2 separate regions of the Mus musculus genome follow, and region 1 is linked to region 2. A link is a contact called in public HiChIP or PLAC-seq data. All regions are on one chromosome and are shown on one strand. The core of a region is the stretch at or near the end of the contact, and the rest is flanking DNA. Distances in the headings are between cores, read along the strand shown.

What was found. HiChIP or PLAC-seq counts read pairs in DNA pulled down with a chosen protein or histone mark.
Region 1: a contact with region 2 is called in an H3K27ac HiChIP or PLAC-seq map of microglia, with 7 times the contacts expected there. The contact joins two enhancer-like sites.

What each region holds. Positions count from the first base shown.
Region 1 is chr17:5,826,416-5,832,934 of GRCm38.p6, forward strand. No RefSeq gene overlaps it. Among named protein-coding and RNA genes, the nearest start is that of Snx9, 12 kb to the right of the region's middle. Within about 2 kb of position 3,611, at least 78 of the 459 cell types and tissues checked have an H3K27ac peak or open chromatin away from gene starts, as enhancers often do. A contact at or near this core is called in microglia, where this site is marked.
Region 2 is chr17:5,203,406-5,209,297 of GRCm38.p6, forward strand. All of the region lies in intron 4 of Arid1b (AT rich interactive domain 1B (SWI-like)), which reads left to right. The region is part of intron 2 of Gm34854 (a long non-coding RNA gene); the gene reads right to left. Among named protein-coding and RNA genes, the nearest start is that of Gm34854, 18 kb to the right of the region's middle. Within about 2 kb of position 3,571, at least 90 of the 459 cell types and tissues checked have an H3K27ac peak or open chromatin away from gene starts, as enhancers often do. A contact at or near this core is called in microglia, where this site is marked.

The sequences.
Region 1 (6,519 bases), core at 2,361-4,860, 620 kb after region 2:
AAGTGTGCCCTTTGAAAAGTATTCAATATGAAAGGGCGTGGCATGGTGATCCACAGCTGTGATTCCAGCACCTTGGAGGCCGAAACATAAGAATTACAGGGCTGGGGTGTGTGGGGGGAGGGGAGGGGAGAGAAGAGGAGAGAAGAGGAGAGGCGAAGGATTAAGCAGATACATCTTGGTTAAGACATCAAGCTCTACACCCAACCCCGTGGACTTTTATATCTTTGACTCCTAGATATATGCACATACAAAAATATATATGAGAAAATAGGTATATAACATACACATATATAACATATATATGTGTATGTGTATGTGTATGTATGTATATATGTATGTTTATATGTATATGTGTGTGTGTGTGTGTGTGTGTGTGTATCCCTGAAGTCACAGAGATCTGCTTGCCTGTCTCTGTCTTCTGAGTGCTGGGGTTACAAGTCTGCTTCTGTATGGTCTGAATTTTGGTCACCTTCTGTTCTTTAGAGGGCTGTGGAGTTATGGATAGCCTGTGCTTGAGACACTTAGGGTAATGAACATTGTCAATAGGAATCACTGGAGGCTATTTTAAAGGCTTCCTACCACAAAATCTAATGGGCTCTCTAAAAACACTAAAATATATAAGAGAGAAAATAGAAAAAGAGGTGTAAGACTGGGGGAAATTGTAAGATGAGCTACGTGGTCAGTTCTGACATACCTTACTGTATTTATGTCCTTTCATGAGATCAGGAGAGCTATGTATTGACGAGGCTCGTTTCCCTTTTTCTCTGGGCATCCAATTACACTGCATTTTTTTTACTGCATTGTTTATGTTTGAATGAGACCAAGTGCTTGGATGCCACCAAAGTAAGTATTTTCCTCCAATACGTCACCAGATGCTGATGATCACTAAAGACCTTTAGAATATTGAAGTCACTAGTGGGGACAGCCAGGATTCCTGAGTGAGTGTGTTAAACACAGCCCTCCCCAACATTAAAAAAAAATGTAATTTGTTAAACCACTGAAATGTACTCATTACAATAGATAAAAAGACATATGAATAACAGTAACTACAACAACAGGACATTGGCACATATTAAAAATACCCTAAGTAAAAAGTACACTAAAGAGAAACTTAGAATACTCAAGATACAAGATACAATTTGCAAAACACATGAAACTCAAGAAGAACGAAGACCAAAGTGTGGACACTTTGCCCCTTCTTAGAATTGGGAACAAAACACCCATGGAAGGAGTTACAGAGACAAAGTTTGGAGCTGAGACAAAAGGATGGACCATGTAGAGGCTGCCATACCTGGGGACCCATCCCATAATCAGCCTCCAAATGCTGACACCATTACATACACCAGCAAGATTTTGCTGAAAGGACCCTGATATAGCTGTCTCTTGTGAGGCTATGCCAGGGCCTGGCAAATACAGAAGTGGATGCTCACAGTCAGCTATTGGATGGAACACAGGGCCCCCAATGGAGGAGCTAGAGAAAGTACCCAAGGAGCTGAAGGCCATCATTGGAAAGAGAGGTGCCTTGGTCTTGCAAACTTTATATGCCTCAGAACAGGGAAATGCCAGGGCCAAGAAGTGGGAGTGGGTGGGTAGAGTAGTGGCGGGGGGGGGGGGGGGGGGGGGAGGGAGGGGGTGGATATGGGGGACTTTGAGGATAGCACTTGAAATGTAAATGAAGAAAATACCTAATAAAAAATTTTTTAAAAAATCCACTGAAGAAGCCAACAGCACACCCACACAGATAGTGCTGTTTAAGTTGCAGATCAGAGGGGAAAAGACAGCCTACACACTTAGTGACAACTGACTAACCCCGTTTAAGAAACTGAAAATGAGTTCGCCTCACCAAGCACAAAAACAACCGCATGGGAACTTCAATATCAACACAGCTGTTGTTAGGGATCCTATCGATGTGTTGTGCATGTGTGCGAGGGAAAGGAACAAAGAATCCGGGGTGGAAGAGCACCGGCGAAATTCTAAAACCTCTCTGGTCTAAACCCCATCCAGTGATTGCCCTTCGCTTCTAAGGTCGGACCCAGTGGGACAGCTGAGGTTTCATGTGATACCTGCCGCTAGCCCTAGCATAGCTGCTGCCAGTCCGTAGCCCTGCAGTGCGCCCTCACCTCCCCCCCCACCCCCGCACCCCATCCCCCAACCCCAAAGACTCTGAAAGGCTCTATGTTCTCTCACCACACAAACTAATCCTGGCTTTGAAAGTCAGAAAGAGATCTGGTTCTCAATGCAAAGCAAGCAGAGGCTAGTGGGAGGAGGAGGGCCCTCTGCCAGGAAGACAGGACACATCAACAGGGGACCACAGAGCCTCTCCTGGGGTGCTCAGGAGGTCTCAGGAATCACCTGCCACATCTTTCAAGTCCCGTCGCGGTCAGCAGATGCTGTCAAAAGAGAAGATTACAACCTATGTAACCTGAACGTCTTTCCTGGTGTTTATTTGCAATCCTAGGCAACTTCTCATTTTATAAATATAAACTGAATATTCTGACAAGCTGAGGTGTGTGTATTTGTGTGTGTGTGGGTGAGTTTAAAGACAGAAAAGGGCAGAGGAAAGGGGAAACAGAACAAAAGGCTGATTGGTCATTTTAAGGTCACTTCCTGTGTCAGAATTTGTAAGATAGGTAGAGACTCCCTTATCAGGCTGGCCGAATCCCCTTATTGAGTTTGGCCTTTGTCTTCTTGGAAGCTCAGATAAAGCAGCTGTGGCTCAGCTGTGCAGGACTTCAGTATGAACTTCGGTTTAGTTTGCTGGACCTAGGACGTCAGTTCAGGACAAACCAATAGCTGCCTATGGACTCTATTGGTCATCTCAAGTTTTTTTGTGAGGAGCCATTTCAGGGTAGAGCCATCATAACCCTTCTGTGAGAAGATGTCACCAAACACAGAAGAGCCTTTTAAACAGTCTCCTCACCAGAGTGGGCAGCCAGCTTGACCTCTGTACCCCTGTGGGATTTGCCTTCCAAAGCACAGGATCTGCCCTCTACCTGTCTTTTTAGCCTGAGTGTTACACAGCAGCCTCGGTCCCAGGAAACCTGGTTTTCCTGACACCAGGAGCTATAACGTACTTGTTTATTTCAAAGTTGAGTCTTGTCCAAGCCATTCACAAACAAACAAACAAACAAACAACCCTGTTTTTCAAGATACGGCTTTAAATGTACCCTTTCTTAACACATCCTGATTCAGTCGCTCATAGGTGACAGAGAGCTCTTGTGTAGCCTGGGCCAGCTGGCGCTGCAGGAGTAAGGCCTGTACAGTCGAGGGATAGAGGCCAGGTGTTCCATTTAATGTGCCACACTGCTATCTCACAATCCCTAATATTTTTAAATAAGGGCCTCCAATTTTCATTTTACTCCAGCTCCCAAAATTCCACCTGTGTCTATCAGGAACAAAGCTTGCCCCATTAGGTCCCTCAGGCTACGCACATGGGACCTTGAGAGCATCTGAGTCCCCAGGGAGCTAACCACGCACAAAAGTACACAGCCCCCCTTCAGGATCACCTTAGTCTATTAAAGATGCTCCAGGCTGGCTTTATACAAGGAAGCAAACAGGACCTTTATCTCCCCTTAAACAATTACATTTGTCAAAACAAGATAGAGCTTGGGTTGGCCTTGGCGGTCAAAGTCTGGCTGCTGGTTAGTGCTGGGGACAGCTGTACTGGAGTCTGAGATGGGAAGTGTGCAGTTTGACCAATTCCTCCCAGCCAGTTCTGCTTTTATGGCTTCTGTATTCTTTACTTTTCTAACCACAGGTTCTAGGCAATGCAGGTGGCTCCCTGCTCCTACCGCACCCCCACCCTGCCCCCATGGCTCTTGTCTACATAACAGATCAATTGTGTCTGTAGGGAGAACAGAAGACACTGGTCTAACAAGCACAAAGAGCCGGTCAGCTGTCTCCAAGCTGTCACAATGAGTGGCTTCTTTACCTTGTCATAGTTTAAGCACTAAGAACACACAAAATACACAGTTGATGATTTCGCCGTCTCTACCATAACTCTTTACATACTGCTGTCTCTCAAAGACTGTACATAATGGTGCATAAAATGAAATAAAATGTACCTAATGAGCCAGATTCACCAGTATCAAAGCCAAGGTCTGAGCTGAGCAAGGCTCTTGTATGTATCTCCTCAGTGAATAAACACACACAGCTATCAACTGAAACCCACATCTTTATTTTCCAAGCAGTGGTATGGACAGATAGCAGCTAGATAGTGACTGTTTCTAAGAATCTTATGTTTCTGGAGTTATTAATATTCCCACACTCAAGCCACAGTGTACAGACAGGCAACTGTGCACATGAGCATGAACAAAATAAATAGAAAGTAACAAAATTTGCTTTAAAAAAGAAACAGAAAATTTTCTGAAGTATCTAAAAAAAATTTTTAAGGAACTGGAGTAGTGGCAATAGGCAGATTTGGCCAGGGGCTTCAGATGCGGCAGGCCTGAGACAGATCGAAAATTAGGAAAGGTCAGAGAAAGAGATGCCGGAGAGAAAGGTGCCAGACCTGAGCAGATGTGGGCAGCAGTGTGAATCACATGTGTGCTGGAAGCACCGTGTCGTGGATCAGCAGGACATGTGATAGAACTGAGAACTGCAGTGTGATATTGACAGCTGGGTGGCCCACTAGTTATGGCACTATTGATAACTGCTAGGATCTGTTAGGACAGAATACAGTGCATGCTCTTAATCCCAGCACTTGGGATGCAGAGGCAAATGGATCTCTGTGAGTTCAAGGCCAACCTAGCCTACTAAGCAAGTTCCAGGACAGCCAGGGCTATACAGAAAAACCCTGTGTCAAGTACCCTCAGTCCCCCAAAAAGAACAAAATGCCACTCCAGTCAAAGGTTGATCTTCAAAGAGACCCAGAGGGACCATCACTAGGCTGTAGACTGGATATTTGTCTTTCCCTAAAAGAAGGTTGTAGGAATTTCTGTTCTGATGTGGTAGTGTTTAGAGGTGGGTCCTTTGCTGTTTAGACTAAGTTATTCAGGAATAAGATGAGTGCCTTTTAAAAAAAAGAGGCCTGGGAGGAAAGCCACTCACTTCTGTAAGCCAATGACAGATTCGGAGAAAGGATAGCTTGTAAGCATCACTTGTCAATAAAAAAGCCAATGGCCAATGAGCCAAGGCAGGAAATAGGAGGTGGGACACTAGCAGGAAATGAGAGGATTCTGGGAAATAGCATAGAAGAGAGAGAGACTCAAGAGAGCCCCAAGGAGACACAAACCAGAGGTAGCTGGAACTCAAGCTAGAATAAAGAAGATTTGAGAGAGAGACAAAGGGAAAGACTGGAGCAAGACATGGAGGGAGCACAAAGGAAGAAGCAGGTGAGGACTGTGGATAGGTAACTAACCAAGTGGTAGACATAGAATAACTATGGATGGGTTAAATAACTCATGAGCAAGTCAAGGACTGAGCCAAAGAGTATGGCCTAGGCACTTAATAATAAACACTTAGTCTCAGAGTCATCCTTTCAGGGGCAGGGGCTGGGAGGAAACACAGACTTGATTTTTCTTTAACAATAGCTGTGTGTGAATCAGGAAGCAAGGCTTACTAGATACTAAGCCTGTCAGAACCTCGACTTTAGAAGTCCCAGTCTCTTACCTATATAAGAGATAAATGCCTGTTATTCATTAGTCACATAACCCACAATATTCTGTTACAGCAACCTGACCAGACTATGACAAAAATGGGTATTATGGATCAAGATCCTCCCTCCCTGCCACAGAATATCTTTTATCCCACTAGTGTCCACAGATTCTCCCCAGACATTTGAGTACAAAGAAGTCAAAATGAAGGAATACAGGCTCACATAGGCATTGAGGGGTAGAGATAAGTTTCAAGCTGTCAAGTGCGGGGCCTGGACGTCTGCTCCGGGTTCAGTACTCAGCAGTGGGTGACAGACAGTTCTTTCTGATCAGTGGTCTGAAGAACAGAGCTCTCTGGGACAAGGAATGTAATTCACACTGTGGGGCAGCTAAACCACATGTCCTCTACCCCACACTGGATATAGATCTGAGGGCTCGTTCTAGTCTATCTCCGATGGTCCAATTGAAGCCGGATCCCAGGATACAGCATGGGTCCTGTAAGCCAGTCTTAGCATTGCTTCCCTAATCAAATTCCAAACCCAACAAAGCATTTAGTGCGGACCAGACCCAGGAACAAACAGTTTCTGCCCTAGTTTTCATTGTGAGCCAGCTCTCTGCCCACCATGTATGCAGCTTGAGAGTTGTCATGTTGCTCCAGCTGTTTCTATGGACCCTTCCAGGCCCGTTCAAATGCTAACAATCCTGAATGGACATTCTGGCCCATTACTATTCATGACCCTGTGTTTCTCAGATATCAGGATGAGCAGGGTGGGGAAGGGAGAGAGACTCAGAGTGCGGCAAAGGTGAAAAACGGCCAGCCTCACTCCATCAAGACAAAGCAAAAAGCTGTACATGTATCCACCACTGTCAGCTAGCCTAAGACCCCGGGGGAACCTTACAGGAGACTAAGCTCTCTGCTCACCTG
Region 2 (5,892 bases), core at 2,321-4,820:
TACGTTTTTTAAAAAAACAGTAATTATCAATACACATCTCATTCCATGCAGCTTTTAAATTCATGTTAATGAGCTCTGTCGTCTCTTGCACAAGACTGACAGCCAGTTTTGAAGTTCTGCCATCTTTTTACAACTTGCTGCCTAGACTCTGCCTGCCTCTCCCAGAGCACTGTTCTCAAGACCTCTTGCTCTGTAGCATTCCAGAGCCTGGCTCTGCCCACTCTGCTGTGAGCAAGGACAAGAAGCTACTAGCATCAGCAGGGTGGCCAGCATGATGGTTGGTTTTCTGAGTACAACTTTCCCCCTTGCTATCCTGTCTCTCAGTAACAAGTTAAAGAGCCTGTGCAGCATCGTGGCATGTGAGCAGGATGGCCCTGCTGAGGATTGGCACCCACACACATTGAGGCGGGTGGGTCCTCTCAGTGCAGAGCACTAGCCCCGAGAGAACTCACCGAGCCCCTCTTGACCTCCTCCCAGGGGCTGGCTCACCTGGCTCAGGGCTGTCCTCAGAGGGGGTCTTGATCGTACCTAAATCATTTCTTTCACTACCACTGCGGGTTGACGTCTGGGCCTCAGAGGATGAATCGGCCTTTGGACTCAAGGTGTGTGGCCTGGTGTGGTTTATCATGCAGGACTTTGCTGCTCTAACCAGACACCAGTGGTTAGCAAAAACACCTGTTTAAGTTTAATCATTTAGGCTGTGATTAAGATTAAACTTTGGGTATAAGAAGCTACAGAACTCAGAGTTTTGTGTAGTGGTGATTGGCTTCAACCTTTGCCCTGGTGCAGGGTTTTCTGACATCCTGCCTCATTGCCAACACCCATTTTGGGAACTGACTAGATGTAACCGCTGACTGCTAGCTGCCCTGCTACACGGCTGATGGCTCTGCTTTGCAGACTTATTGATCCCTCGTTCCTACTTGGTGTCTTCACTACTGAACTAAAACCCAGCTTCTTCCCGGGAGCCCACGCCTGGCAAAGGCCTGTGAACAGACGCGTTGTCCTGGAGTGGGCTGCAGTCCATGCTAGATGCCTGCTGTTAGAGATGCATGGGGAGGGCAGAGTGCACAGGCGCAGAGCAAAGGGAAGTCTTTCTAGATGGCTGGACCCTGGGCTGGGTTCTGAAGGCCTGGATTATACAGAGACCTCGCAGGAGCAAGGAAGGAAGGAGTGCTACTTTGGGTCAGGATAGCTGTGGAAAGCCTTTTCATCTCATATATGTACATGAGGAGCCACACTGGAGCAGCCTGAGTTCATTGTCAGGGGTCTGAGGTGTAGAGTAGGTGCCATTGAGGTGGGTGGGGACCTGCAAGCATGTGCCGGGCTACGCTCACCTGACTCTTTCCTGCTCTGCACCTTCACAATCACATTCAAAGCTGGTGTATTTGTGTGACCTGCCAGTCAGTGTACTTACGGGCTATGGTTACGCTAATAAGGTGAGGTGACTACCCCATCAACTCTATTCAGGGCGGTAAACGCACTAAGATTGTGCATCACAATGAAAAAGAAAATATAAATTTATACCTAATACATATATGCTATAAGTTTATATGTTAAAAGCTTAATGTGTTTTTATATTTCATGTTAGAAATTACTAAGTATTATAATTCTGAGCACAATTAATTCAGTATTTATAATATTTAACACAAGACCGTCGTCTTCTGAATCTTTGGTTTTGTATTTAATTCCCAGCATGCATGCAGAATATTCACTGCATAGTTAATAAACTTGTGATCTTATCTCTAGGACCCACTGTATTTATAACTGCAGTAAAAGGAGGGAGGATTAGTGAGCCAGCATCTCTGGTGCACCACCCACTGGCCGGTCGCTTGCCTTCTGCAATGTGTGGAACCAGTCCAGCCACATTACGTTTATAGCCCTAAATTTCATTTATAAGAACCTTTTCCTAATAAACTGTCCAGATCTGCAGAGTGTTTTAGATGCTTTTTATTTTTGCAGATCTATAGGACTTGTAAAAGTTTTTGAAGACTTGTGTCTTTAAAAACAAATGTCTTCTGGAGCTTAGCCAATGTGCCTCGGCTTGAAACTGTGCCTCACTATTTAGGAAATGTCAGTGTTCAGCGCCAGTCACAATCAGCAGCCTTCCTGTTAGAATTGCTGAAAAGAGTGAAGACGGCTGCCTCACTTGTAGACTTGTAGGTAGCTCGTTTGTACTGTCTCTGCGAGGACATAGCCCCCTCCGGGTCCACAGCAGTGGCTGACCCACATACATCTGGTTTTTCTTTTCTTTTTCTTTCTTTGTTACTTTATTTCATTTTTTTGTTTTCAAGTATTCACTTATTGTATTATTCCCTTAGTGTAGGCCAAACTAAAACCTGTAAGCTTCATATTAGTTCAGATGACATTCAGTGTCACTGGCCAAGGTCTCAACTGTGTGGACACCCAGAGATAAGAAATTTTTGCGTCTGAATATGATGACTAGTACCTGGGAAAATCATATAAAACGAACCCGATTGTTAGGAATGACTGGAAAGTAATATTCTTCAGGTCTTCTCGTGGCGCACAGCTTCCTTGTGCTTACGTGTTACCATCACATGAGTGCTGCTATATTGCTTACCAAGGCTCATCTCAAAAAGAACTCAAAGGCTTGCGGCACTTTGAGGGATGGGGGAAGTGTCACAGAGTTCCAAACTTTTAAGTAATTTCAGATTTCTTAAGGTTTTCATTTTTATTTGTATAATTAAGATGGTTGATTAATTTTTAATTGTGGGTATTTTTACAAACAAGCTTCACAGTGAATAGAAATGCCTTACTAATAAGCCATGGGCCACACCTGTCTTCACTAGTGGAGGGAAACTGCGACCTAGGGACAGTTTTGATCAAACTGGTTCTCGGTTCTCTATTGTTCCTAGTACTTGATGTGTGCGTGCACACACAAACACTGTTCCTCCTTACCACTTCGCTTTTTATATTATTTTGGCAATAATTTTTAGTACTTGTTTGGGGCACCTAAAATTGATTGCTATGAAATACAAAAGGCCAAGTAAGTTAAAGTAACCATGAATAGGGGTTTCGAGTAAATCCTGAGTGTGATTAGCTCCATGTGTGGCTCTTTATGCACATCTGGTTGAATAGACGTTAAAGAAGAAGATGGCCTCTAAGGTCAAAGTGGCTATCCACTTAAGAGACCCAAAGTACGCCATCCCCTCTGTCTCCTTCTGAGCCCACACCTTCCTAAATTCTTCTAGACTCTGTGTTCCTTACCCCCTGCACCTCAGTCACGTCTGAGGCCTAGCCGCTCCTCCTGTCCTCTCTTCCATGTGCTTCTGTGGGGTTTGCTTCCTGTGGGTCTGCACCGTTACCGCCTTCATCACTCATTTGGAATTTCTCCTGAGCCACCTTCCTTTTGCACTGTCGTTTGTGCAGGAGAGCCGGCATGATGAGGGAGGCCTGGCCCAGTTATGTCGTGTGGCCTTTTGTTCCCAGCAAGAGTGTTCACTTAGAGACTTCATTTTGTCTGTTCATTGGCTCGCATGGGTAACAGTAAATGTGTGTTAATGATTGCTCAAGAGGTCCGATTGTGTAATGGTTGTGATTTTCAGTCTCGGGACTGAAAGCCTTGTCAGGGCCTATCGCTGATTCATTCCTGTCTCACTGCCTGCCCGTTATGTGGGTCAGTATAGAGTGTGGTGGTTTTTTTCACTTGCGCCTCAGAGCCACTAAAAGGAAGACTACCCACTGGGTGTTTGCTGAGTGAGGAGAGTTGACCTGGCTGCTTGTGGTCTGTCTTCATTTAGATAAATACATGTGTTAGTCAAGTTCTACACTACTATTCATTGACCTCGCCGGGCTTCGTTCTACTGCGCTCCATTCACAGAACTATCTGTGTCTCTGCATCTTTTGTGTTTTTGTGGGAATGCAAGGAACAACCTCAATGGAATCTGCTCCCCGAATTCTGCAAAAGAGAATGGGGTTCCACCTTCATCTAAAAGTTACAAATAACAAAGAGGTTAATCTGTAAAATGTCACCAAACAGAAGTAAACTTTAGATTGTTTTTCAAAATAAGGTATGTTTAATTGTGAAAATCTGTGTAGGCTAGCGATTATATTTGCCCACAATTTAAGTCATATTTGGGTTTATCTCAGCCTGGTCATTATAAACTATTCTGAAATAATCTATATTTCACATCCTTCATATACAAGCAGATGTTATGACAGAATACATGAATGTCACAGGTGAGGATAAAACAGCAATGACACCAGCAACCAGTGAGAATAGGGTGAAGTTATTGTGCCAATTCACATAAAAGGCATCTGGCTAGAACTCACGAGACGCCCTTTGCTCCCAGTCTTTCTGGGTTTTAAGCATCTTAGGACTTGTCTGCACTCAGTGTACAAGTTGGACATTAGATCTATGAATTAATCACATATGTAGCCATGCAAGTTCAAATTAATACAATTTAACTAAAATTAAATATCCCTTGAGTTTGGCCAGCAACACTTCAGTAGTTAGCCTGCTAATGGTGGCCATAGAGAGCACAGCCATGCTCTGTGAGCCAACTTACTCCCAAAGTAAAGGACGCAGATCACTTCTGTGACACTTTGCCACAATGTATTTCACAGAAGTAGCTAATGGCTGGCCGTGAGGAGGTAAGTAGAGGACTAACAGACTCCACGGTCGGCGCGTGATGCAGGCAAGTAGAGTGGATGTTGCGTCAGCCATGAAACACAAGCATGTCAGTGCCAGCTGGACAAACATTGTGTCTCGTGGGCCACCCTCACAGTGTTGCTGGTTTAGAGTAAAATTCTGGGTATTGTTGCATCCAATTGCAAAGTGTACCAGCTTGTTAAAGACAGATGTCCATTCACCTTTCTTTGAAGTTACTTTAGTACCAATTCTTCCACACCCTTGCTGTCATCCCAAGATGAGCTTTGTAATGAGTTTCCTGGATAACTCTGTGGATGTGACTGTAACGCCGACCGAGGAGTGTTTAAAGTAACAGTGCCCTTGAAATCAAGCCATAAGCTCTTTTACATTTCTTACACGTTCACAGGACTCAGTAGGAGGGGATGGCTTTGGTGTTTCTAATTTAACTGAAATGCTGACATCTGTTAGAAATTCTTACGGATACAGAGGACCAAGTTTCCTCCCTGTTGCTTGGCCATTGAGCCTAATTTAAAGTGATAAATGTATGAGTCCTTTCTTCTGCCATCTGCTGGTCGCTGAGACACTTACAGCTTGAGTCTCAGCTAAAGGTGCATTACTGGTTTGGAGGGTGGTTTGTTTACACTCCCCTGCAGGGTTTGATGCAGTGCTGCTCACCAGGTTTCATCTCTTGTTAGGGGCTATCTCAGCCTACTTTTCAACTCTGACTTTATAGGAAGGCATGAATGTAAAATGTAGAAAAAACACAAATTCTGAAAGCCAACTTATTTGAAATTCAGAGGGTAAGAGACATACTTGTTAGAAAATGTTAGAAAGTGGACCAAGGGCAACTTATCCCCACTTGAACATTGCCAATACATCAGCTGAGAAAACAGCTGATTCTTAAAAAAAAAAAAAAAAGACCATAGGGCTAGGGAGATGGCTCAGTGGTTAAGCGCACTGACTGCTCTTCCAAAGGTCCTGAGTTCAAATTCCAGCAACCAAATGGTGGTTCACAATCATCTGTAATGAAATCTGACTTCCTATTCTGGAGTGTCTGAAGATAACTACAGTGTACTCACATATAATAAATAAATAAATATCATAAAAAAACTAAGTCTCAGCTAAGTGACATAAGATGTTTTGATTTTAATTTTTGAGACAAGGTCTTACAATGTAGCCCTGGCTATGTAGACCAGGCTAGCCTTGACCTTTCCCTGGCTGTGTAGACCAGGCTTGCCTTGATTGCAGGCCTTCTTTCTGCCTCTGCCTCCCAAGTGCTGGGA